2 separate regions of the Sus scrofa genome follow, and region 1 is linked to region 2. Evidence: chromatin contacts called from public Hi-C data. All regions are on one chromosome and are shown on one strand. Each heading gives the region's core, a stretch centred on a gene start, on an enhancer-like site or on the middle of the called end of the contact. The rest is flanking DNA. Distances are from core to core; before and after follow the strand shown.

Evidence for each region. A called contact is a pair of places that touch in the nucleus more often than the background predicts.
Region 1: a contact with region 2 is called in a Hi-C map of liver, with 4 times the contacts expected there. The contact joins the promoter of C5H12orf29 here to the promoter of TMTC3 in region 2. A contact is called at or near these places in 1 of 5 promoter capture datasets (liver) and 5 of 47 Hi-C or Micro-C datasets (heart right ventricle, liver and skeletal muscle).

What each region holds. Positions count from the first base shown.
Region 1 is chr5:94,487,006-94,493,829 of Sscrofa11.1, forward strand. C5H12orf29 (chromosome 5 open reading frame, human C12orf29) reads right to left here and starts at 2,571. Exons shown (of 7, transcript NM_001243635.1): 1 at 2,408-2,571. The coding sequence starts at 2,497. It overlaps C5H12orf50, which reads left to right and starts at 2,709. Exons shown (of 14, transcript XM_021092780.1): 1 at 2,709-2,790; 2 at 3,176-3,298; 3 at 5,262-5,548. The coding sequence starts at 5,519.
Region 2 is chr5:94,378,883-94,385,755 of Sscrofa11.1, forward strand. It overlaps TMTC3 (transmembrane and TPR repeat-containing protein 3), which reads right to left and starts at 5,384. Exons shown (of 14, transcript XM_021092778.1): 1 at 5,117-5,384. CEP290 (centrosomal protein of 290 kDa) reads left to right here and starts at 5,515. Exons shown (of 55, transcript XM_021092777.1): 1 at 5,515-5,666; 2 at 6,302-6,431; 3 at 6,584-6,661. The coding sequence starts at 6,330.

The DNA.
Region 1 (6,824 bases), core at 1,321-3,820, 110 kb after region 2:
GAGGGAGACACCAACAGCAAGAAACTGCATAATACAATGTCAGGTATGATAAGTACTAGGAGAAAAACAAATGGGGATTTGTAGCTTTATCCGAGGTAAATAGTTTTTTGCATGTTTAAAGCACAGTTTTTTTACCATCAGGAAGACAAGCCAAAAGAGCATCAAGAAAGGAGGAAAAGACAGTTTCTATGATTCCTACCAACTTGTTAATCTGTAATTTATTTTCATTTCTGAGACTTAGGCCCCTGTTATAGCCTCAATTACCTGAAGTAACATTCATCTTACATAACGTGAAAAAACACTGTACAACATAAACATTATACTGGTGTGATAAGCTTAAGACTAATAAATGAAATACTGTTTCAGAGTCTAGCCAACTTAGGAAATTAGTGCCACTCTGGTCCTTTCTCAGTATTTTTAAGAGAAAACTGAATGGCTGGGGAATTATCACTCACTTATAACACTGGTATCAGAAGATACCAATTTAACCCACGGCAGCAGCGCCAAGGTTTGGCCCAAAAGTTATGTGTGTGGGTGGGAGTGTGGGTGAGTATTTAACTTTATCAAAGATTCTAGGGAGAAGATTATTCCGTGGAGTTTTTGATGAGTACCAATATCCCTTTCACAAGAACAAATTACCTACCACTCTTTGCTAGTGACATGTCCAAAGGACAACAGGAGATGGCAGGAGTACACCGAGTTCTCCTTTTCTCTGTCTCTGAAAACTTTAAATTATGAATGTTTCTGAAAAAAGAAGGCACGTGCATACAAAAGGTAGTAGTGAACATAACTGGGTGGTCCTCTACAGAAATTTCTGGGCAGGGAAATCTCGGGGATAACTAGGCTGATCAAAGCTTTCATGGAGAATGTCTGATTCGAACAATTTAAAACTCTGGAAGTGACCCAGGCAGAGTGCAGAGTGCATAACCCGAGCATAAACAGAAAGAAAGGACTGTGCCTGCTATGTTTACACGATCAGACTTTTTCGAGAACAGAGACCTCACCTTACATCGTCACCTCTGTCACAAACAAGCGTGGCATTTTTCACTGCACTGAGCTCAGACACCTTATCGTGGACCCAACGGGCAAAATTTATGACTGGGCCTGATGAATGCGTGTCCTTGAATTACAGTTAAGAATCTGAACGCTGTGCTTATAAACAAGACTCTACGCTATTTTCAGCGGCAGATGGACAAGAGAAGGGGCTTAGCTTCCTGGTGGAGGGTGCTTTTACAAACTACTCCCCTCCTGCCCCCAACATATAGTTGAAAAATCCCGCTAGAGTGAATCACTATTTGGGAAGACGTTATTTCATATGAATTAAGTCTGTTAGGACTTAAAAAATAAAAGCTTGGCAACTACGGTTACAGACATTTAGTAGCAACTCTGGGGTCCGGACTAGGAAAGAATGTATTGATCTTTCTAGGTGGCAAGAAAGAACAATTACTTACGTATTGCAATAAGCAGGGCATAAAATATTTTGAAATATAATAGTGGTGGCAGTAAGATCTTAAAAGGTAAACCAAGCTGAAGGGAAAACTGGCGTGAAATGACACCAGGGCTCATTCTTTAATGCAGTCAGTATTTACACAGAGCCTACCATGTGTTGGGTCCTAGAAATGGGGCTAGAGATAGTAAGGCTGTCCTGGCCTTAGAGGCCTTTTATTCTGGAAGACACGAAGGCCAGTGTGAATGGTGTTAAGGGGAGGTGGGGACTGATGTCAAATGCACAAGCTGTTTCCTTGTAGGTTGGAAGCACTCAGCCCAGAAGCGGCGATTCTGCTATCAAGGACCTTTCCGTGTAGTAACCAATTATCCCGATACAGGGCCACTGACCAGTATTTGTTAAGGACCCTCTATGTGTAAAACACGGTGCTGAGAGAATAGAAAACCTTGAAATGGGAACACCAAAATCAGCATCGAGTACTTAATTACTGGTCACAAAACTCAAGGTCTCGTCTAAGGACTGAATGAGGGTAGTTGTCAACACGGCCACCGGTTCCCAGGTTGGAACAGGTAAAGTCAGTCTTCTAAAATCTCCACTTAGTAACCAAACTCGTGAAAAGACGTAAAGATTGTTTTGCGGTGATTATATAAAGACTTTAAGGGGCTGTCCTCAAAAGGTGGCAACCTGAGATTAAAGGAACATAATTTAAGACAGGACTTGTCAATTTCCATGAGATGGCAAGTGTGAATCGCCAATTATAAAAATTCCCCCGCAGGTTTCCTCCCGTACAACCAAAAAGGTACAAGAACCTGGACCTCGTGGCCCAGGAGACCCCCACCCTCGAGTACCCACGGACAACTGCAAAAAAGCCCCCAGGCCGGTCCGCAGGGCTGCTCCCACGCGCCTGGGCGCCCAGACCGGGTTCAAACACAGCCCCGCGGGCCCGGCGCTCCTCGGTACCTGATGCTCCCTCTTAGCGGAAGGCTCCTCTTTCACCTCCGTCACAAATACACAGGGCATCTTCCGCTGCACCGAGCCCAGGCGCCTCATAGTGGGTCCACAGGCAGTGCGAGCGGAGAGCTCGCTTCGGAACAGCACTCGGTGGGCGCCAGAAGGACGTGCACAGGCTCAAACCACGCACAACCCGCGCATGGTGCTGCGGCCGCGCTCCCGCGTACCCCGGGCGCCGAGCGTGGCGACGGCGCGCACGCCCGGAAGCGGCCGCCTGGCCCCGGAGCCTTCTGGGAGTTGTAGTGCGGAAGCCGAGGTTCCGCCGTGTGCGCTCCCGCGAGCGTCCCTTCAGCGTTCTGATGACCGTGAAAAAGCAAATATCCGTTTTTGGTGTGTGTACTGGTAGCCGGTAATATTTATGAAAATTAAATGCTATCGAGTGACAAGTAATGAATCATTTCAGGTGGAGATTTAACATCATTTTTACGAAACCAATTTGCCAGTTCCCTTTAATGTGCACTGTAGATGCTTAGAAATATCCGGAGGCATCACAAGGCGAAATGAAAACTAATTTTCTAGGGTAGATATTAGAAAACGCTACAATTCTAACACATGGGGCCGAAAAAAAAAATTTACCGTTTGGATTATGCCTCATTGCGCGGCATAATACGGTCAAAAGTGGGTCTGGTGTTTTTTCCAGAGTGAGTGCAAAGTTTAGCTTTAGAGCCAAATCACACGAATACCAGCAATCAGATTTCAATCTTAATTTTTCCATAGGACTCTCATTTTCCTTAAGTCAACACGAGCTCCAACTAGAGTCCAAATGGCTTAAATACTTGTCGTCAATCAGCTGCAGAGCTAAAAACAGCTTTGGCTTATTACTCAAAAGAATATTGGAGGGTAAGTAATAAGACAAGGACTGGAAAAAAATGTATTAAATATTTTACAATAGTAGCCTTTCTGTCTCCCTGAAACTCGTAGTCCTTCGTAGGGAATTTTGATTTCTGCCTTCGTTTACGTGCTTGACCAATGCCCAGGTCTCGTTTCTGTAACTGTTTAATCGCCCAGCATTTTCCTGATTGACCCCTTGGAAAATGAAAGGATTATATCTCACTTGAAGGTATCTACGTATAAGAATTCCCAAAGAATAAAATATCCCTCAAAAATTTCGCTATTTTTTGGTTGCTGGATTCCGAGGGGAGGGAGAGAAGACGAGATGTGCCGGTTTTTAATTAAACTGCCCTCTGCTTTCTCTTCTCTGGGAGAAAGAAGGAAAGAGTAAGGGGTGGGGGAGGAAAACTGAAGTGAGACCCTGCGACCCGAACCTCTTAGCGTTTCATAGCCAAACACCGGTGACTTTTTGTTTCCCCACAACCATCTTAAAAAGCAGCTCGTTTCATGGGTCTCACAACTGTCATTTCCAAAACTGCCACAGAATCTTTTAGATCCAACATTCTGTCATTTCTGAGAAAAGATCAGCTTCCAAAACATTCCACTTGCAGTTTGAAACGAGCAGCACAGCTGACCGTTTCTCCGGAAATACTCTTTATTTCCAGGGCTTTAACTTCATCCGTGCCCGATGAAAAGCTTCTAGCAGAAACAGGGGAGTCAAACACAGGGGAGCCCCAGGACCAATTCGCAGTGGCGGTCTGGACTCCTACTCTAATGGGTAGCAGCCAGCAGCTTTGCCTGAGCCTCCTAAGTCTGAAGAGCCAGCCAGGAGTGGCTACCAGCCCCGGTCCTTAAACTGGTGTTACAGGATTACATAAACTGGAAGAATTTTTCTCTGATGTTTAGTGTTCTGGCATGCACTAAAGATGAAAGATGCAGTGTGAGTTACCTTGGCCAACACAAAAACACTGAATTTTCAGGCCTAGCCCCGGTTGTGCAGGCAAATTTTTCATAAGTCTTCTCATTACAGGGAGCCAAAATCCCCATGAGTTATGGTTGTAGCTGTCCCTGAAAAGCTAGAATGAATTTTACAACCGAAAAGAAGTGAAGAGAATAAGGAAAGGGGCGGGGGCATGCCAAGAAAGAAAAAAGGAAAGGAAAAGAAAAGAGAGTTGGAAAAAAAATAAAAAGGAGAGGGAAATTAGGGTTCCAGGCATTCTGAAGACTACCAAAATGCATAGGTCTATTTACAATAATAATAATAATAATAATAAATCCCCTTCTGGGTTTGACGTGTTTTTCTTGTTTCTAATGAAGCATAGTTGTTCCAAAATCACTTCAAGAGGTAAAAGCCTTTGCTCAGCCTTTGCCCTCTGTAAAACATGGATTCTCACAATGACTCTAATCATGATGTTAAGATAATCATGCAATAATGGTGTGTGGTAACAATATTGGAAAATAGCCCAGTGCAGTGCAAGTGCATAGGTGGAGAGTGAGTTGATCTGGAGGCAAAGCTCCCTTAAAGGTATTTCTTAGGGGTGTCTCTCCTAGTGACCTATGTGCTTAAGGTGGGTGCATTGTTACGCTAGAGTTAGAAGGTAGGACAAAGCAGAAGTTTTGACACTGGATTTTTCTACGTATCATTGCTAATATTTCCAAGGGTCAAGTTTTTTTTTATCTAGTTCATTTACTTCTAATGAATATTTCTTTTTATTGTTTTCACTTATTTACAGTTATAGGTTAACAACTTTTCTAAATTTTAATTCATTTCCTAGATTTTTATACTAAAGCATTGTATTCAAAAAATTCATACCAACTTAGTCTGTTTTACTTAAGTGGGAATCCATATGCTTCCATCTTTAGTTTCCAATTAAAAGTACACTGAGATTTAAAAATATTTTGATCTACTGTCATCTGTGATCTCTGTGGCACCTTCTAAATTACCTACTAAGAATATTTTTATTTCTTCTAGGTTCTAGTTCTTTTAGTAAAGATACTAAGATGAAGAAAGACCTCAGTAACTATTGATTGAAATGTCTCATTCTGGGAATCAGAGTACTTCATTTTGCTTTCAACAAATTCTCAAAATTTACAAGCGTTCTGGAACCTTTCTGCCGCAGGAAGAAGCTATTCCCCCTTTAATGAAGGATGAAGACTGAATAGAATATAGCTACAAGATGAAGAAGTAGTCCGATTTATTTCCAGGTATTCTTAAATATCGCAATCTGAATGGTTTTTTTCCCAAATCAGTGGATAGCGGTAAGTACATAGTTAAATAATTGTATTTATTACCTTAAAATAGTGATAGCGTATTTACTTATTAAAAATTTTAGTTTTGTTTCCAAGTCATATACAGAAATGAGTTTAGAAAATAATGTACTTGTGAAATACTTAATACTTCTTAATTGTGAAATTCTGAACTAATTTATCTTCCATATTCGATCAGAACATTGAAGTATAAAATATACTATTTCATTTTTACTAGCCTTTTCTGGTTAGTATGCGACAGTTGAGTAAAAGAAATACTATGTAGTATTCACTAAGGTAAACTAGCCTACAGTTAGATGTGAGGTCATTTATGATGAGCCAATAATGGGTTAGGTAACAATGAGGAAAATTCTGGAAGTTTGAGTTTGTGGGCTTACTAGCAACCACTTTCAACATTTCTGCAAAGCTAGAGAAGGTATCTTCTAATTTAAATTTCGTTAAGAAATGTCTATTGTGTAGTATACTGTCAACAGGAGGTCGGTTTTAAAGGAATACTACTGATAGCCTGAAAGACTGTGGAAAAGAAATTCTTTTTTTCCCCTTCCACACTGATAGTTCTTATATTGGCATTCCTGCAATTCTTGTATTAAAAATCACTGGATTAGCATCAAGAGAGTTGAAAAAATGGCAGAAGTTGGGAATGACTGCTATTTCTTTTTTAATTCCACATGCATAAAGGTAAATATTGTACAACCTACGGTATCTCACGTGATTAAGCTTTATGGCAGTAATTTGCATTCTTGAATCAAAATTGACTATTTTCCCACAAAATGTTTTTCATGTTTAAAATCCGAAGTAAAACGTTATCATGTATTTTCGATCTGTTGAATTTCTGTGAGGAAATATGGGAAAATTTGAAATTATCTGACACTACGCTTTATATGCCAGTTACATGCCTATTGACTTTTAAATCCTCAGTGCGGCACTTCTGCCTGTGTTATAGCTCCTTGAAACATTAAGTTCCTGATATTGAAACATTATTGAAACATTATATGATACATCATGCTGTTTTGATTAATGTAATCCCAGTCATATAAATTTGAGTAAATTAAGGTCACTGTCCAACTCAGTTGGATCGAATTCATCCCCTATTTGAAATCTATAAACAAACGCTACTGAATTTTCCCCCTGTTAAAATGTAAGTCACAGCACATATTTAATTTCATGGAAAAAGGAAGAGAAGTAACACAAATTCGCCAAGCATGAAGGATTAACGTTTATACGTTAAAATGGGAAAAAGCTTAATCTAAGTTTTTATGATTAATGG
Region 2 (6,873 bases), core at 4,134-6,633:
AAGACTGCAGCATCTAGGAAAGTTTCTAGCCTGCCAGACTACTCTATGGATTTTGGATTCACCAGTCCATAATCCTCCAACTCCATCAAAGGATGTATTTGTGTGTATATATATTTTTTCTGCTGGTTGTGCCTGGGGCCATGTATGTGCTTAGTAATCTTGTGTGATTAAAGCTGGCTATCTAAAGTGGAGAGTGGGGGTCTCAGCTTAGAAACTAGCTTCTGATACTTGTGGTCATATCCTTCATAGGTTAGCCTGAACTTCTTTAAATGGTGTTCTCAGGAGAGCAGGAGGGTGAGTCCCAATGCACAAGCAGTTTTCAAGTCTCTGCTTACTGCATTTTTTTTAAATTTTTTTTTACTATAAATCAAGCAATGTAAACCCAGAAACAATGTGGGAGGGGTTTTATCAAAAGGGTCAAGAGAACAGAATTTTTGGAGATTCTCCAAGGAAGCAAAATATGAGAGGAAGAGAGAGCTATTTCTCATGCATATCATGAGCTTAGTTATGGAGTCACCTTAGGGTTTGTCAAAAAGAGCCAGCTGCATGGGAAGAAGCTAGGAGAAAAGGAGAGGGTTACATAAGGACATAGAGGGCAGCATGAGTCACTGGGGACTGTCACCGTAGCATGTAAAATATCACTGATAAATGCAGTTGTGGGAATGCTACAGATTGGATGTTTTTGTCTCCCTCCCTCTCCCCAATTTATGCTAAATCCTAATGTCCTAATGTAATGTTATTTGGGGCTGGGGCCCTCATAAGTAGGATTAGTGCCCTTATCCAAGAAATCTGAGAGAGAATCTTTTTTTTTTTCTTTTGTCTTTTTGCTATTTTTGGGGGCCACTCCCGTGGCATATGGAGGTTCCCAGGCTAGGGGCTGAATCGGAGCTGTAGCCGCTGGCCTACGCCAGAGCCACAGCAACGCAGGATCCGCGCCACGCCTGCAACCTACACCATAGCTCACGGCAATGCCGGATCGTTAACCCTGAGCAGGGCAGGGATCGAAACTGCAACCTCATGGTTCCTAGTCGGATTCGTTAACCACTGTGCCACGACGGGAACTCCGAAATCTGAGAGAGATTCTTTGCCCCTTCTGCCATGTGAGGACGCAGTGAAAAGATGTCCTTTATGAACCAGGAAATGGGTCCTCACTAGACATTAAATCTGCTGATGCCTTGATCTTGGACCTCCCAGTCTTCAGAACTGTGATAAATAAATTCCTATTGTTTATAAACCACCGAATCTAGGCTATTCTGTTACAGCAGCACAAACTAAGACAAGGAACTTCCAGTTCTTTTTCTAGGCATACAAGCATATTTACACAGATGCACATAGTCTGCATGGATGCAATGATTGATATGTCTGCTTACCAAAATGGGATGTCCACTACACATGTGTAAAGAATCCAAATGCAACTGAAGATCACTCATGAGCACCTTTCAGACACACAAAACAATATAATTCCTTCAACAAAACTACACTGGGTGCTCACTTTTCCTAATATTTCAACAGTACAATACGGAAAAAAACCTATAGGAAAATTTTACATGAAATCTGTGAATTAGCCTGGAAAGGAAGGTCTTCTCGGCTCAATAATTTCATGATTATATCTTCCTCAATAAGTAAAACTTTGGACTGCATGGTTTGCAAAGTCTGTATTCACACTGACTCCTACTTATCTTTCCAGTCTCCTCATGTTGAAAGAAGACAAGTATTTGCTTGCTGCACAGTGATTCCTCTCCATGAGAACGAGACAAAACAAAATATTTACTGTTCACAGTGGAGACCACACTTCTCACAGCCATGTTTTATGTTAGAAGCTTGAAAAGCTGCCATTCATTTTCTTGATAAGGCAGCATAAAAGGAATAGAAATAACATCTAGAATATAGGTTGATTGGGTCAGAGAACAGAGGTAGCAATTATAAAAGGCAAGTCTTTCTTGTGAAATGATTTTGGTTAGATAAAACTGCTCATAAAACCACAGAGATGAAAGAAGGCAGATCCAGACAAGTGTTCCTGCTTAGTAATGCCATTTATAGAATTATCGGATACTTTCTTTTGGTGAAAATTGACTGATTCAGAAAACCTCGGAAAAATAATGGTATGGTGGCGTTTCAGTGATTTTCCTGAAAGTTACATGTAGTGAGTGACTGAACTAGAACTTGAGTTAAATTTCTTGGTTTACAGTTAAGCACTAACACACTATAGTGCATTAGAACCTAGAGCTTAGCTAACTTGTTTCCTACTAAATCCCCAGTGTCAAGGTCAAACACAGTGCATAAGCTCAAAAATACTGTTAGAATGAGTAAAATAATAAAACTTAAGCAAGAATTTGTATTTAGTCAGGACTATATAATTAAGATCTGGGTTACAACCTTTGCTTAACTATTAGGAAATTACTTAGGTTCTCCGAACCTGTTTTCATTTCTGAAAAATGAAAAAACTTATCATAAAGCCAGGAACATGGAGTTCCTGAGAATACAAATATGCATGAGAAAGTAAAGGAAGTAAGGGCAGAAAACATTAATGCAGCCAAAAAGAAACTAGTAAATAAATAAATAGAAAATAACAGTTGTAATGAATGAAAAAACAAGAAGAAAAATAAACTGCTGAAGTAAAAATAACAGATTACTACTACAGTTTTAAGCATAGTAAGTGACATAATAATTGCTCCAGAAATATTTGCTTTCATCTCTACCTTCCCCTGCTAAGTCATGCATTAAAAATACTGACATGGAGAATATATAATTCAAATTTTTGAGTAAACAAAGTTACATAATTAGAATATGATGATATTTAATATAGACAGCAAGACCAAAGAACACGCACTTAACAAGTACTGGTTACCACTGTGCCTGAAAAGGCAGTACAGCAATTATGAGTATGTCCTTTAGCCAAAAAGATTTGTGTTCAGTCATACTATTTAAGTTTGAGCAGAGTAACTAGCCTCTCCAAGCCTCAGCTTCTTAACTTAGTTGGAAAATGAGGACAATATAAGCAGCTATTTTATTGGATTATTATGATGATCAAATGAAATAATGAAAAAGCTATACTAATCAAAATTGTTCGCAACTGGCATAAAAACAAACACACAGACTAAGAGAACAAAACAGAAGGCCAGAAATAAAGGAACCAAGAATATACAGTAGGGAAGGAATAGTCTCTTTAATAAATGCTATTGGGAAAGCTGGAGAACCACACGCAAAAGAATGAAACTGAGCCCCTATCTTACAATGCTCCCAAAAATCTACTCAAAATGGATTACAGAATTGAATACAAAACCTAAAACCATAAACTCTGAGTAGCAAAGCTAGGGGGTAAGTTTCCTGACATTGGTCTTGGCAATGCTTTTTTTGGACTTGAAACCAAAGGCAAAGGCAACAAAAGCAAAAATAAGTAAGTGGACCTATGTCAAATGAAAAGCTTCCACACAACAAGGGAAATTATTAACAAAATGAAAAGGCAACCTACGGAATGGGAGGAAATATCTGCAAAAACCTATCTGAAAACAGGTCAACAGTCCACATATAAACAACTCACACAACTCCACAGCAAATGAACAAAATCTGGTTAAAAAATGGGCACAGGAGCTGATCCCAAAGAAGACAGAGAAAGGCCAAAAGGTACATGAAGAGGTGCTTACCATCCCTATTCATCAAGGAAACGCAAATCAAAACTACAATGAGATTTCCAATTACTTCACACCTGTTAAGAATGGTTAGCATCAAAAAGACTAGCGGTAACGAGCGTCAGGATGGGGAGAAAAGGGAACACGTGAGCACTGTTGGTGGGAAGGTAAACTGATGCAGCCATCGCAGAAAACAGGTTCCTCAAAAAATCAAAAATAACTAAGATACTACCCGGCAATTCCACGTCAGAGAATAGATAGGAAGAAAACAAAATCACTATTTTGAAGAGATACTTATTCATTTAGCAATCTTTATAGCAGCCGACTCATGGAAACAACCTAAGTTTCAATAGATGGCTAAAGGAATAAAGAAAATGTAGTATATGCACACAATGGAGTATTTTTATTCAGCCATAAAAAAGGAACTCTTACCCCCGGTGACACCGTGGCAGCAAAGAAGGACCATGAGGGCATAACGGTAAGTAAACTCAGATAAAGACAAATATTGTGTGATCTCATTTCTATGGAATCTAAAAAAACTGAATTGATAGAAACAAAGACCAGACTGGTTAAAAGATACAAACTTTCCTTTATAAGATAATTTCTGGGGATACAACGTACAGCACGGCTAATAGGTTAAAGTACAGTGTTCAAGTGTCTCACCTTTCAGTAAAGGACGAGATAAATTTATCATCCCTACAAATGTGATGAATGTGTTTAAACATATCTCACAAAATCACTACATGTATTTTCATTTTGAGTTATAGCTACTAAACCGTTTGGAAAGAAATCCATTACTTTGGAACGTAAACTTCAGTATCAATTACAGGGGAAAAAATAAAGTTCTTAAAAAAAAAGATAAAGACGGAGAGGCACTGGTTCAAGAGCAGAAAATGTCATTTGGATTTCAAGTTTACAGCTTCTTAAGAAATGGTGCATTATACTCCAGAATGGCTGGGAGCGGCCCCAAGAGCAAAACTTAAACACACCTGAGAGCTGGCAACACCTGAGAAGGCGTTCACACGGAAGGACATCCTCGGTCACCAAGCCAAGTGACCGCAGCATCCTGGGGGCACCTGAGGCCCCTCCTCTCTCCACCCTGAGTTCTAAAGCTCCCCCTTTAGAGCCTTCGCTCTCCGTACAAGCTCCTCAACCCTCAAGTCCTGAAATCCGCGAAGGTGAGGTGCCACAGGGAAGGGGTCCGGGGCCAAAGGATGCGGTGCCGTCTTCTCCATTCTCCCCTCTCCCTCCAACCGTGATCGCGGCCCTCCCTCCCCTGTGCGGAGACAGATCCTGATGCCCACGAAGGCAAACTTTTTCTTCTGATAGAGGGCACCACCTGGGGAGTCGCCGGCGAACGCCCAAGGAGAGGGCGGGGTCGCCCCACCTCTTCGGACCCGGGCCGGGCCCTCCGGTCCCCCGAAGGCAGGAGCTTCTCTCCGCCCCGACGGCGCCTCCCCCGCCGCCGACCAACAGCCCGACCTCACCTGGGAGCGGTCCCACCAGGGGATGGCTTAGAGAAACCTCAGGAGGAGCGTCCCAGCGAGCGACGCCACCGAAGGCACGGTCATGGTCTACCTTGTTCAGGTCCCCGGCGCAGACACGCCTCAGCCGCTCCGCCTCCGGCCTCCGGATGGTTCCCCCGCCGCCCGGGTGCGGGCGCAGCCTCCCGCGCTGCACGCCGGGAACGGCCTACCTCCACTTCTCAGAGGCTTCAGGGTCCTGGACGCCCCAGCCGCCCAGCCGAACTGCACTCTGGGACTTGGAGTCCGCATCCCACGCCTTCTCCCCGCTCTTAACGCAGAGTCCCGGGACCCCGCGGGAGAATCTAAACGTAAAGCATCGCCCACCGTCGTGAAATGTAGGCGCCGCTGGCATCCGGGCTCTTGTTCCGGCCTCGGTGGGGTGGGGAATGGTGTCGCCTAGCAGCCGCCGCCGCTGTTGCTGGCTCTGCACGAGTTGGCGGGATCCAGCGTCCGATGGGATTGGAACCGCCCGGGGCCAGAGCGGTTGGGCGTGGCGGCGGGGCTCGTTTGGGTGGGTGTGGGAGCTGGTCGCCAGGCCAGGTGTAGGTGGCTAGATCCTAGTGAGCGCGAGCAGATTCTCTTCCCACGCAGGATCTTTAAGGCTCAAGGCCCTAGTGCTTCCCCGCCCCTTCCTTCGCCTTAGGTCCGCAATCTGGCTGCTTTTCTCTCGCTTCAGCCCTGGTTTTCTCGACCCAGCTGCGCTCATTTCAATCATTTATTTCCTCTCTTTCTCTTTAAAACAAGCAGACACACACACACACACTCCTAGGTCCTGTTTGTCCGGATCGGGAGTAAATTTCTGACTTCCAAGCACCCTCTCTCTTGGCGACATTAGATGTTCCCGCGCCTTGCTGGTAAGGGAGGGCTTAGAGGAGGGGGACTCGAAATCTTAGTTCTGACTTAGATTAATTTAAGCGTGGAAGCCGTCGTGGTGTATTTAGCCTATAAAATACCTGAAGATTTGTCGCAACTGCTGTAATTTTGATCCAGGCTACTTTACTTAGACATCCGTTAAACAATTAAGGAGCCATAGCTTTTTGCTAACACCATAAAGAGTTATAATAATGTAATCTGTAAAAACTATAAATTATTGTAAAAGGATTAATGCTGTTTACCTTGAAAATGCTAATACTTGTTTTATTACAGAAGGTAAGGCACAGTGACAAAATTCAAGATGTCACCCAATATAAACTGGAAAGAAATAATGAAAGTTGATCCAGATGAGCTGCCTCGTCAAGAAGAATTGGCAGATAATTTATTGATTTCCTTATCCAAGGTACTTCATTGGTAAATAATGGATAGGTACATACATATAACTACGATTAATCTACATTGGCCCTGAAATCGCTGAAATGTACAATTGGAAGAGTTCTTTTATTTTGCTTAAGGGTTATATAATATGAAGTAGTTGCTTTTCTCTTTATTTAGGTGGAGGTAAATGAGCTAAAAAGTGAAAGTCAAGAAAATATGGTACACCTTTTCAGAATTACTCAGTCACTAATGAAGGTTTGTATGCAGTAGGTTTTAATAATAGCTTTGACTATTACAGTGTAAGAATCTGTTCTTATATATGTTACTCTCTGTGAAAGTACTTTGTGCTATTTAAATAACCACTAAAAAATGGGGTATCCTCAAATGTTGATTAAGAATTTTAGGTGCCAAACAGCTAATTTCTGCTCTCAAGTTATTAAAAGAATGTATAGGGAAGGCAGAATGTG